Linked DNA regions of Arabidopsis thaliana: region 1 is linked to region 2. A link is a contact called in public ChIA-PET data. All regions are on one chromosome and are shown on one strand. Each heading gives the region's core, a stretch centred on a gene start, on an enhancer-like site or on the middle of the called end of the contact. The rest is flanking DNA. Distances are from core to core; before and after follow the strand shown.

The links. ChIA-PET counts read pairs in DNA pulled down with a chosen protein or histone mark.
Region 1: a contact with region 2 is called in an H3K4me3 ChIA-PET map of shoot, with 11 read pairs. The contact joins the promoter of AT4G03090 here to the promoter of AT4G03030 in region 2. A contact is called at or near these places in 5 of 26 Hi-C or Micro-C datasets (leaf, root, rosette leaf and 1 more), 1 of 2 datasets of contacts at active chromatin or transcription factors (shoot) and 1 of 3 other capture datasets (seedling).

Annotation. Positions count from the first base shown.
Region 1 is chr4:1,368,036-1,373,615 of TAIR10.1, reverse strand. AT4G03090 (sequence-specific DNA binding transcription factor ATNDX) reads left to right here and starts at 2,059. Exons shown (of 16, transcript NM_001340421.1): 1 at 2,059-2,140; 2 at 2,697-2,822; 3 at 2,903-3,058; 4 at 3,163-3,246; 5 at 3,329-3,457; 6 at 3,602-3,820; 7 at 3,940-4,071; 8 at 4,148-4,240; 9 at 4,590-4,742; 10 at 4,909-5,197; 11 at 5,301-5,438; 12 at 5,527-5,580. The coding sequence starts at 2,096.
Region 2 is chr4:1,335,989-1,341,201 of TAIR10.1, reverse strand. AT4G03030 (Galactose oxidase/kelch repeat superfamily protein) reads left to right here and starts at 3,637. Exons shown (of 1, transcript NM_116537.4): 1 at 3,637-5,213. The coding sequence starts at 3,932. AT4G03040 reads right to left here and starts at 119. Exons shown (of 3, transcript NM_116538.1): 1 at 76-119. The coding sequence starts at 119. MIR826a (a microRNA gene) reads right to left here and starts at 723; the gene lies at 546-723. It overlaps MIR826b (a microRNA gene), which reads left to right and starts at 588; the gene lies at 588-681. It also overlaps AT4G03038.

The DNA.
Region 1 (5,580 bases), core at 810-3,309, 34 kb before region 2:
TCTGTTACTTATTATCCAACCTGTTTTTCTTTTTGAGTTTAGAAGTGCAGGAATCAAATCAGAGATTTGAGTTGAAGAACAAAAGTGATTTCCGTCGCATATTAACATTGCCTTGAGCTGTTGTTTCTCTAATTGGAGCTTTGATTGTTTTAACCGGTGAAAACCCATAAGTTTTCATGTTTGATTTGTTAATCGACGTCGAATCTTCACCAGAATCGATGTTTGACGGCAAAGGATGAAGTCGGGAAAACTTTGGATTCTCATCCAATACGTGTATTGGTTTCTCTACAATAGAAGACACGTGGCTTTGGATAGAGACAAAAGATAATACATTTCTTCTTCCATGTTGGTTTCTCTGATGGGCTTTAGTTGGGCCTAATATATTTCTGTAGCTTTTGTGTTATAGGGCATTCTATAGCCCAATGTAATATTTATCTTGCTCAATAAAATTATCCCTCTTGTGAAAAAAATAAAAAAAATTCACTTTTTAGATTATTTGTGATCTATCATTAAAGTTAGTATACAGATATTTTCATTTCATTTTAAAAAATATTTTCAGTTTTTATTTTGTTAAACATATTTGAAATTTTTATTCACAACTAAAACTAAGAAAGTTTTTTTTTTTTGTTGATACTAATTCTTTTTATTATTATACTAATAAACTTATTTTTCTTTTTCATATAAAATAATAATAATAAACCAAAATATTTGTTTTTTGTAATGTATTATTGGGACAAAATTTCATTTGCAATGTAAAGACCAATTAGATCACAGTACGTGTGTATATTTGTTTTTCCTTTTTTACCCTTTATGAGCATAGTTAACCAAATTTTGTTATTAACAAACCGGTTTAGCATACATAAAAAAAAGTTTAAGTCCTCCGCCGCTAGGGTTCTTGTGCGATGAAGCCGTCTCCGAGAAATTTGTTACATGTGCGTCAATTTCTTTTCAGTTTAGATTGAACTAAACCTATTTTACTTTATTAGATCTAGGGATACGAAAGATATGGTTTTGATTTTTAACGATTTTATCATTTTCTTCCATGTTCGGTTTCTCTGATGGGCTTTAGTTGGGCATAATATATTTCTGTAGCTTTTGTGTTATGGGGCATTCCATAGCCCAATGTAATATTTATCTTGCTCAATTAAATTATCCCTCTTGTGAAAAGAAAAAAAAAATTCACTTTTTAAATTATTTGTGATCTATCATTAAGGTTAGTATACAGATATTTTCATTTCATTTTAAAAAATATTTTCAGTTTTTATTTTGTTAAACATATTTGAAATTTTTATTCACAACAAAAACTAAGAAAGTTTTTTTTTTTTGTTGATACTAATTCTTTTTATTATTATAATAATAAAATTATTTTTCTTTTTCATATAAAATAATAACAATAAACCAAAATTTTATTTTTTTTGTAATGTATTGTTGGGATAAATTTCATTTGCAATGTAAAGACCAATTAGATTACGATACGTGTGTATATTTGTTTTTTCCTTTTTTACCTTTAATGAGCATAGTTAACCAAATTTTGTTATTAACAAACCGGTTTAGCATACATAAAAAGGTGAAGTCCTCCGCCGCTAGGGTTCTTGTGCGATGAAGCCGTCTCCGAGAAATTTGTTACAGGTGCGTCAATTTCTTTTCAGTTTAGATTGAACTACAACTATTTTACTCTATTAGATCTACGGATACGAAATATATGTTTTTGATTTTTAACGATTTTATCATTTTCTTACATCAATAGTGGAAAAATGAGTCAGACGTTAAGAATTTTTCCGTCGCAAACTTTTCTTCGAAATTCAAATCATGTGATGGAAAACATATCTTTAGATTATCAAAGCTACATATATTTGTCATGGATCTCAAATTTAAATCACTAAATTACAATAGATTTTCAAATTTATGTGGTTGTTAATCAGCTGTGGAAGTTTATTAAGTGTTCTAATCAGAACTATAATGGTTGAAATTGGTATGCAATATCTATTATTCATACTTTTGTTTCTAGATCCCATCTAACAAGAAACAATCTATTGATCGAAGTAAAACTCGATCGATGTCTAGATCGGATAAAGAAGCCTCATCATCAAACTATATGTCTGAAACAATTACGCCATCAACGTCAAAACATATATCTGAAGTAAGTATTTTCTTCTAAATGCTCAATGGTTTACTATTTTGATAGTTCTAGTTGATCAATTGGTGAAATAAATCTTCATGAGTTTTAAAGTGACTGTTCGTTTTGCTGTACTCAATTTGGGCTTTAAAAAAAGAAGTAAAAGCTATGTTGGGCTTTAATTAAACGATTTAGACCCAAAGAAAAGAGGTCACGTGTACTCTCACGTGATTGTCTTCATCGTTTCAACAACATTTGGAAATAAAATGTTAGGGTTTGAAATTGGTCGCTGGAATCAAATAATCCGATAAGCCATAGCTGAGTTTTCCCTTCTACTACAAAGAGCGAGGCTCAGTGTCAATATATTTAGAAATTAACCTCATTCTTTTTACTCATTTACCGTTATGCCACCATACCCTGAAGTAGATTTCACTGCTTTTGATTTTCGTATCTTCTTCTCTGTCACATAACCTAACACTATAACTCACGGCGAGACAAAATTCTAGTCGCTCTTCATTCACCGGAAACTAGATTCAGTCACTGTTGCATATTAGTGACAGTCATGGTTCGATTGTTGCAGCCTAAACACATGGTACAAGCTGTGAACGCTTTGCATTGGCGAAACTCTGTGGAATTTCATAAGCTGCTTAAAGATAATGGAGATTTCTCTATTTGCTTTAACTCTGAGCAAGTGTTACCACAAAAGGTGCATTTTTAAACTTGATTTGCTTTTTCAGTTTTTTGCTATTCATTTGTAGTAAGTACTGATGTTTAGGTTTCTTTCAGATTAGTGTTGAGAAGATGGTGAAAATGTTACCTCGGCACCTCATTGCGGTGGTTATGACTCCTAATAAAGATGGAAAGTCTCGTTATATACTGTGTGGGATCAGACTGTTGCAGACGTTGTGTGACTTAACACCTCGTAATGCTAAACTCGAGCAGGTTGTTCCATCTTCATATGTGGTTTTGAGCTTTTAAAGAATTGGACTTTATGCCTCCATGGAACATAATGTTTGATTCTTTTTTTTGTTTGCATATTGTGATAGGTCTTGCTTGACGATGTGAAATTATCAGCACAGATGATTGATCTGGTGATCCTTGTGATAATAGCTCTTGGCCGTAACAGAAAGGTTCTTTTCTGTAGAATCCTTTTTTTGTCTCTTCCTGTTTCTTTTTAGAGCTGTATAATTCATGTCCGTTGCTTGTTTCCAGGAAAGCTGTAATTCGAATAAAGAATCGTTACTAGAGGCTACATTGGTGGCTTCTTGTCTCCACCTGTTTCACGGGTTTATCTCTCCTAACTCCCAAGATCTTGTTCTCGTCTTGCTTGCACACCCAAGGGTATGAAACTATGACCTTATCATAATGTGTTTGAAATGCCAATGTGAGGAAAATATATTAAGAAAATTACGCTTATGCTTTGGGATCTGGGTTTCTGCTGCCTTGGGATTAGTTTGATCTGATTCTTTTTTTTTTTTCATCTAGGTTGATGTGTTTATAGACAGTGCTTTTGGAGCTGTTCTCAATGTTGTGATATCTTTGAAAGCGAAGTTGCTGTATAGACAAACTGACTCCCCAAAAAAGTTAGGCGCAAGTTCTGTAGAGGAGGTTAACTTCCACTGCCAACAAGCTGAAGCTGCTTTGCAGTTCCTTCATTCTCTATGCCAACACAAACCCTTTAGAGAACGTGTCGCTAAAAACAAGGTTTCTCTATTGCTTGGTGTTTGTACATTAATCACGAGTTGTTAATAATTTGTTTTGCTTAATTGATGATTTTATGGAGGACGAATCTCAGAATTATGTTTTCTGGTATTTTCTCTCAGGAGCTATGTGGAAAAGGTGGCGTTCTTAGGCTAGCTCAATCCATACTATCACTAACTATTACACCTGAATTTGTTGGAGCAACCGTAACTATAGCTTCCACATCTAGAATGAAAGCAAAAGTTCTTTCAATTGTAAGTCTATTGAAATTTAGCAATTTTTTTCTCTATTTACTATCTGCAACTCATACCAAAGTTCATGTGCCTGCAGTTGCAGCATCTGTTTGAAGCGGAAAGTGTCTCATTCCTTGACGAGGTTGCAAATGCAGGAAACTTGCATTTAGCCAAAACTGTTGCCTCAGAGGTTAGTCCTAATTAGGGTCTCTGCTCTAAAATCGATAGGACGTTTTCCTTCTTGATTCGAAAGGTTTACCACTGAGTGACGCTTCTATTTATAAAGATTCCATACAAATTGACAATCTTATTTGTTTTGATACGTTGTAACTAGTCATAGAACAAACCTCACTGCAAAAAGCTCGTGTTGGCTAAGTGATAATCAGCTCTGCTCTAGAGTCTAAACCTACAGTTTCCTAAATGGCATATGTTGTTAAATTGACATTTTGTACTTTTCTGTTCCTCATTTCTCTCCAGGATAGTTTATCCATGTGAAGTTAAGTGTTGACCTATTCAGTGATGATATATCTGTAATATAGGTTCTTAAATTATTGAGGCTTGGCCTTTCTAAAGCTTCCATGGCTACTGCTTCTCCTGACTACCCGATGGGTTTTGTGCTACTTAACGCTATGCGCTTGGCTGACGTGCTCACTGATGACTCAAATTTTCGATCTTTTTTCACTGAACATTTTGTAAGTATCAAGTTATTCCTGCCTCTGCCAAAGTCTCTTGTTTTATTTATTGTTTTGGCACATATGATTCATACAATTTATGAGCTGTCGTCGGTATGGTTATAAATTAATTGCGTTACTGAAATTCTGTAATTTGTTGTGTGACGGATGTTAAATCTTTCTCCAGAGCATGGTTCTCAGCGCGGTATTTTGTCTCTCTCATGGAGATTTCTTGTCAATGTTGTGCTCTTCTGATCTTTCTTCAAGGGAGGATGATGCGAATGTTGATTATGATCTGTTTAAGTCAGCTGGATGGATTCTAAGTGTATTTTCATCTTCTGGGCAATCAGTCACACCTCAATTCAAGCTCAGTTTACAAAATAACCTTACCATGTCTTCATATGCACATCAACGAACATCCTTATTTATTAAAATGATTGCGAATCTTCACTGTTTCGTTCCCAACGTGTGCCAAGGTGATTTTTTTGCCCGCCACTATCTTCTGCATTTCCCTGTATCATATTGTTGGTTTGCCTTCGTTTGTTAGTTACTAAGTGTATTCGCTGTTAATATCTGCAGAACAGGATAGGAACCGTTTCATTCAGAATGTTATGAGTGGATTGCGAAAAGATCCTTCAAGCATATTGATTAAGATGTTACCAGGCTCTTCATATACTCCTGTGGCACAGAGAGGCACTGGTGTTTGCAGAAACCTAGGTATGTATCTCTATCCCGAGACACATATATTATTTCTTATATACACATGTTTTGCTGATTTGGTTTTAATGGATATTTGTATATGTAGGTTCTCTGTTGCGCCATGCAGAATCCTTGATCCCTAGTTCCCTCAACGAGGAAG
Region 2 (5,213 bases), core at 2,388-4,887:
AGTGAAATCATCTACGAATACTTTCATTATTATCGCTGGAGATTCTCTATGTGTAAGCTTTCATTTCCTTTTTACTTTGGCACAAATATATTAACCATTATTCGTTCTTCGAGGTTCATGCTAATCTAGTCCGGTCATGTCATATGGCAAACGGACTCGAAAAGTCGAGCTATGGGTATTTGGCCTTTATAAATAACATATGTGGATCTATAACTTAATTTTGATTAATAGAGGCATAATATAACTCAAATATTAAATAAATAATATAGACAATCCAACTCAAATATTAAATAAATAATATAGACAATCCAATTTCTCTAGCAATCACTTTGTAATGCTTTTTATGATTTTATTTGCTCGCATCACTTTCAATATAATAATGGCTTTTTTTATTCTTCTTTAAAAAAAAAAAAAATGTTGGTACACTACTGTTTTTATTATTCTCTTTCAGAATCTTCTTGTTGAAAATAAAGAGTAATCAATCATTTACTTGGTGATATTGCAGACACTTAGGAAACGGTAGAACTCGTGCTCCGTATCGCCGAGTAAGAGTAGCAGGAAAAAGATGATAAGATACACAGCAGCAATATGAGATAATCTGGTTTTGGACACGTGAAAATTAACTTTTCACAGCAGCAATATGATATGATTTTCACGTATCCAAAACCGGACTATATCATAGAGGCACCAAAGAACTTGTGGACGAGAAGCATCCACGTCTCTTCAGACGACCCGTAGATTACCGCGACTTGTTTACCTTCTATCACTCAGAAGCTGGTCGTAAAGTTCAATCTACTCTTCAAGCTTACATGTGTGCGCTTGATTCCAAGTTTTAACAGAGTTAGGTGATTTTAAGTTTGTCAAAAACCATGTAGTAAGAAAAAAGGGTTTTTGATTAGTTGAGTCATGTCTGTTTCTGTGTGATTCGTCTTTATATGGATTTTTTTGGAGGTCTAAGTCTTTGTGTTGTATGAAAATCAATAGAGTATGTGTGCATGCATGCACATGCACATGTACAATAATGTAATAAATTATTGTATTTGTATTTGTATTTGTTGATGGCTCCAAATAATAATAGTGTTTATGGAATATTCTACACAGGTTGGCGTTCCACGCAATCAAGTGAACCCATACTTTAGGGTATCAAAATAAAGAAAATGTACATTTTATAAATTTTTCAAGGCTTTTTATGTTTTAAGAAAAATATTATACGCATTTTTTTAATAAATTCATTTTTGTTGAGCTTTCTTTTCATGTTTCGTGGGATTTAAACTTGATGAAAACTTATATTTGTTGTCAATGAATCTAATTTGGTAACAATTGGGTTTTAAAAAATTTAAACCTTAAATTGCTTGCAAAATGGAAGACATCCTAAGACTATATTCATCAGCGATATCTAGTACAATATATCAATATTAAATAAAAGAAAAAATAGAAAAAGAGGAGAGTGGGAGAGAGTCGTCTCTCGTTTGAGAGACTACGAGAAAAACGTTTCTTACATGTGGTTTTTTATAATTAGTCAAGCTGAAATACTTATTAATATGTTTACACTTAAAATTTGTGTTCACACATAAATGAGAAACTAAAATCAAGAGACCATAGATGGTGATGCTCTAAGATACGGTGATTTTAGTTGCAAAATTATAAAAAAAAATCTTTAATTAATCAAGTAAATGTGTTAGCTTTGCTATCCATTGAAATAATTTCTGGTTGAAAAACTCGATTACGTGAGTTTGATAAATGATATTGAAGGCAAAAATCTAAACAATATATTTACAGAATGTTTTTTTACTTACAAACTTTTTATGAAACTAAAATATGTTCTATAAAATTTAGTATAACCGATCATATATTACTACATTATTTGTGATTTTATAAAAAAAAATATTATAAGGAAAAGATTTTTTATTTGCGTAGCACATTTAAATATGCCGGACCGGTCCTGATTCGAACTTACGAAATTAAATCGGCTGCACAACTATAAGTGAATTAACTTTTTGTTTTTCAATTTTTCATAATTTATACTAATAAAAACGTTGAAGGATAACACATACTTCTTTAAATAATTTTTTGACTAGAAGTAATCTAAACTACAAAATACACTCATTAAACAGTTATTAGGTTTATGCTGTATGACAAACTTAGAGTAAGATACTTCACTAATCATTTAATTTATATCAACGATACGACGCTATAAGTCAATAAAAGAATTAACTTTTTTTTCTTTTTTTTTGGAAATTTTTTTAGTTGAAAGATAATTCCTAGAAAATAAGTTATATATTTGAGTTTTCATACAACTTAAAAACAGTTAATGATTAGCTATATACCTATACTTAATGCTTTCTCATATCTAATTTTGACAATCTCTCTTTTTTTTTAATTTTTAATTTAATTTTTTCACCAAATACTACCGTACCGTGCTATATATCTTGGTTGCTTAATTTTGACAACCTCTCTTTTTATGTATGGTAATGGACCACACATATCCGCTTTGAAAAGTGGTCCGAAGGGGAAGACGTACGGGGCTCTCGACAGCTAGCGAAGGAAATGTAGTTTCTTGCCGTGATTAACCTTCTTTTTAAGGTTTTGTCGAGAAATCATAATCCCGTTATCGTTAATAAAGTTGTTAATACCCAAAGATAATTTAAGATTAAAAGCATGTCTTTGACACCCAAAAAAAAAAAACACATAGAAGATAAAAAGCATGTCCCGCAAAAATACAAATAGAATATTCCTTCTTTTTAAGGTTGTCGAGAAATCATAATCACTTTATCGTTAATAAAGCTGGTAATACGATTAAAAAGCATGTCTCACAAAAATACAAATAGAATATTCCTTCTTCTTTTTTATTTTTGTTGTCGAGAAATCATAATCACTATCGTTGTGATCAACTAACTGTTTTATATCGATCGACGATCGCTCATTACAAAAAAAAAAAAAAAGTGAATGTTTGTACCGAAGTTGTAACAATAAATAACTAAGGAGTTTGGAGAGAACGGAGTAGCTTCTTTATTAATGACGAACAGAAAGGCAGTAATTAACATAATGGAAAACCGTAAGTACAGAAACTTAGAACCGAAAGTACAGGTTGAAAAACTGATATTAATGGTCGGAAAACCTGAAAATACAGAACGGAAAACCAGAAAGTAAGAGATAAAGAGATAGGCAGCAATTCTCTCTTAAATTCTCTGAGTGGTGACTTAGGTTCTGGATCCCCCTTCTTAGTAGTATCTCTTCCTATTGGCAAGGAGCTGATCTAGGGTTCTCTTAGTCTCTCTTGCGATTTCTCCTTTTTGCCCTTCTGAATTTATCGGGCTGGGCCGAGCCGTGATGGGCAGAGCTGTGATGGGCCGAGTAGTCATTCTGATGGGCCGTTGTTCTGATGGGCCGTTCTTCTTTGTTATGAGCTTTCTTGACTTGGTCTATTTGTGTTTAGGCCGAATTGGGCATGGAGGGCAAAGCCCGTATCCCACACCGAATCTAAATAAGAGGAAACAAAGAAAAAGGAGAAAAAGAAGAAGAAGATATGCAGCCAAATGGGCTTAAACCATTAACATAATGGGAAAGCCTAACTTAAGCCCAATACTTCAGCTGTCAAATAAGAAGAGAAAGCCCAATACTCCAAATTCGGATCATATCACATTATACATCTAAATCTGTTTCACAATTCAAAACATACATTTGGATTTTGACTAGTCGAAGCCTAGTAATTAGTAATTAACCATATCCATGTCTCAGCCAATCATAAACTACCACGTGGGTGATTAAATTAATTACAGAGCCAAAACAAAATTGTCGTTTCTTCAAATTTCAAAACCAGATTGTTCTGTCTCAGAATTCAGAATCAGTCTCTGATCTTCTCCATGACGATTCCGTTTCATTGATCGATCAATCAAAATCTCGCCGGAGTTTCTTCCCGCCGGCCTGAATCATGCCTCTGCCTATATTCCCGTCGCGGTTACAGTGTTCGTCTTCATCGTCTTCGTCGTCGTCGCGATCTTCGTTTTTTAGGCCTAAGCTTCGAATCGATCCAAGCTTGACCTTAATTCCAGGCTTATCCAACGACGTCGGGAGACTGATTCTCTCCTTCGTCCCTTACCCTCACATCTCTCGTATCAAATCAACCTGTAAATCATGGTACGCTTTCCTCTCTTCCAAAACCCTAATTTCACTCCGCCATAGCAGAGACAACAGCAACACCAACAATCTCTCGCATCTCCTTTGTATCTTCCCTCAGGATCCTTCGATTTCGCCTCCTTTTCTCTTCGATCCCGTGACTCTCTCTTGGAGATCGCTTCCTCTTATGCCTTGTAACCCTCACGTTTACGGTCTCTGCAATTTCGTAGCTGTAGCTCTTGGTCCTTACGTTTATGTCCTCGGTGGCTCTGCTTTTGATACTAGGTCTTATCCTCTTGATGTTCCTTTGCCTACTTCTTCTGTGTTTCGTTACAGCTTCGTGAAATCGGTTTGGGAACGGTTATCTCCGATGATGTCTCCGCGTGGTAGCTTTGCTTGCGCTGCGATGCCTGGTTCTTGTGGTCGGATTATTGTGGCGGGAGGAGGATCACGGCACACTCTGTTTGGTGCTGCTGGAAGTAGAATGAGTTCTGTGGAGATGTATGATGTTGAGAAAGATGAGTGGAGAGTAATGAATGAATTGCCTAGGTTTAGAGCAGGATGTGTTGGTTTCTTGGTGGAGAATGAGAAGGAGAAGGAGAAGGAGGAGGAAGGGAGAGAGTTTTGGGTTATGGGTGGCTATGGCGGATCGAGGACGGTTTCGGGGATTCTTCCTGTTGATGAGTACTATAAAGACGCGGTAGTGATGGATTTGAGAGTAGATGGTGGTGAGAAATGGAGGGTAGTTGGAGATATGTGGGGAGAAGAAGAGAGACCTAAGCTAGGGAAGATTGTTGCTGTTGATTGTGGGAAGCCTGTGTTTTTCATGTTGGATAAGGATTGGATTCTTAGGTATGAGATGGGTTTGAATCGTTGGAGAAAGGAGTCAAGCGTGCCTAAGAAAGCTCATTACGACAAACCGGTTGGTTTCGTTGCACTGAATGGGGAATTACATGTTATGATTCTTTTGGATGGTTATAATCTGATGGATACAAGGCATACTAGACAACAGAGGAAAGCTGGATCTTTGATGATTCATATGTATGATCCAAAGAAGAAGACTTGGAGATCGGTTGTCTCAAAGCCACCGTTCAATC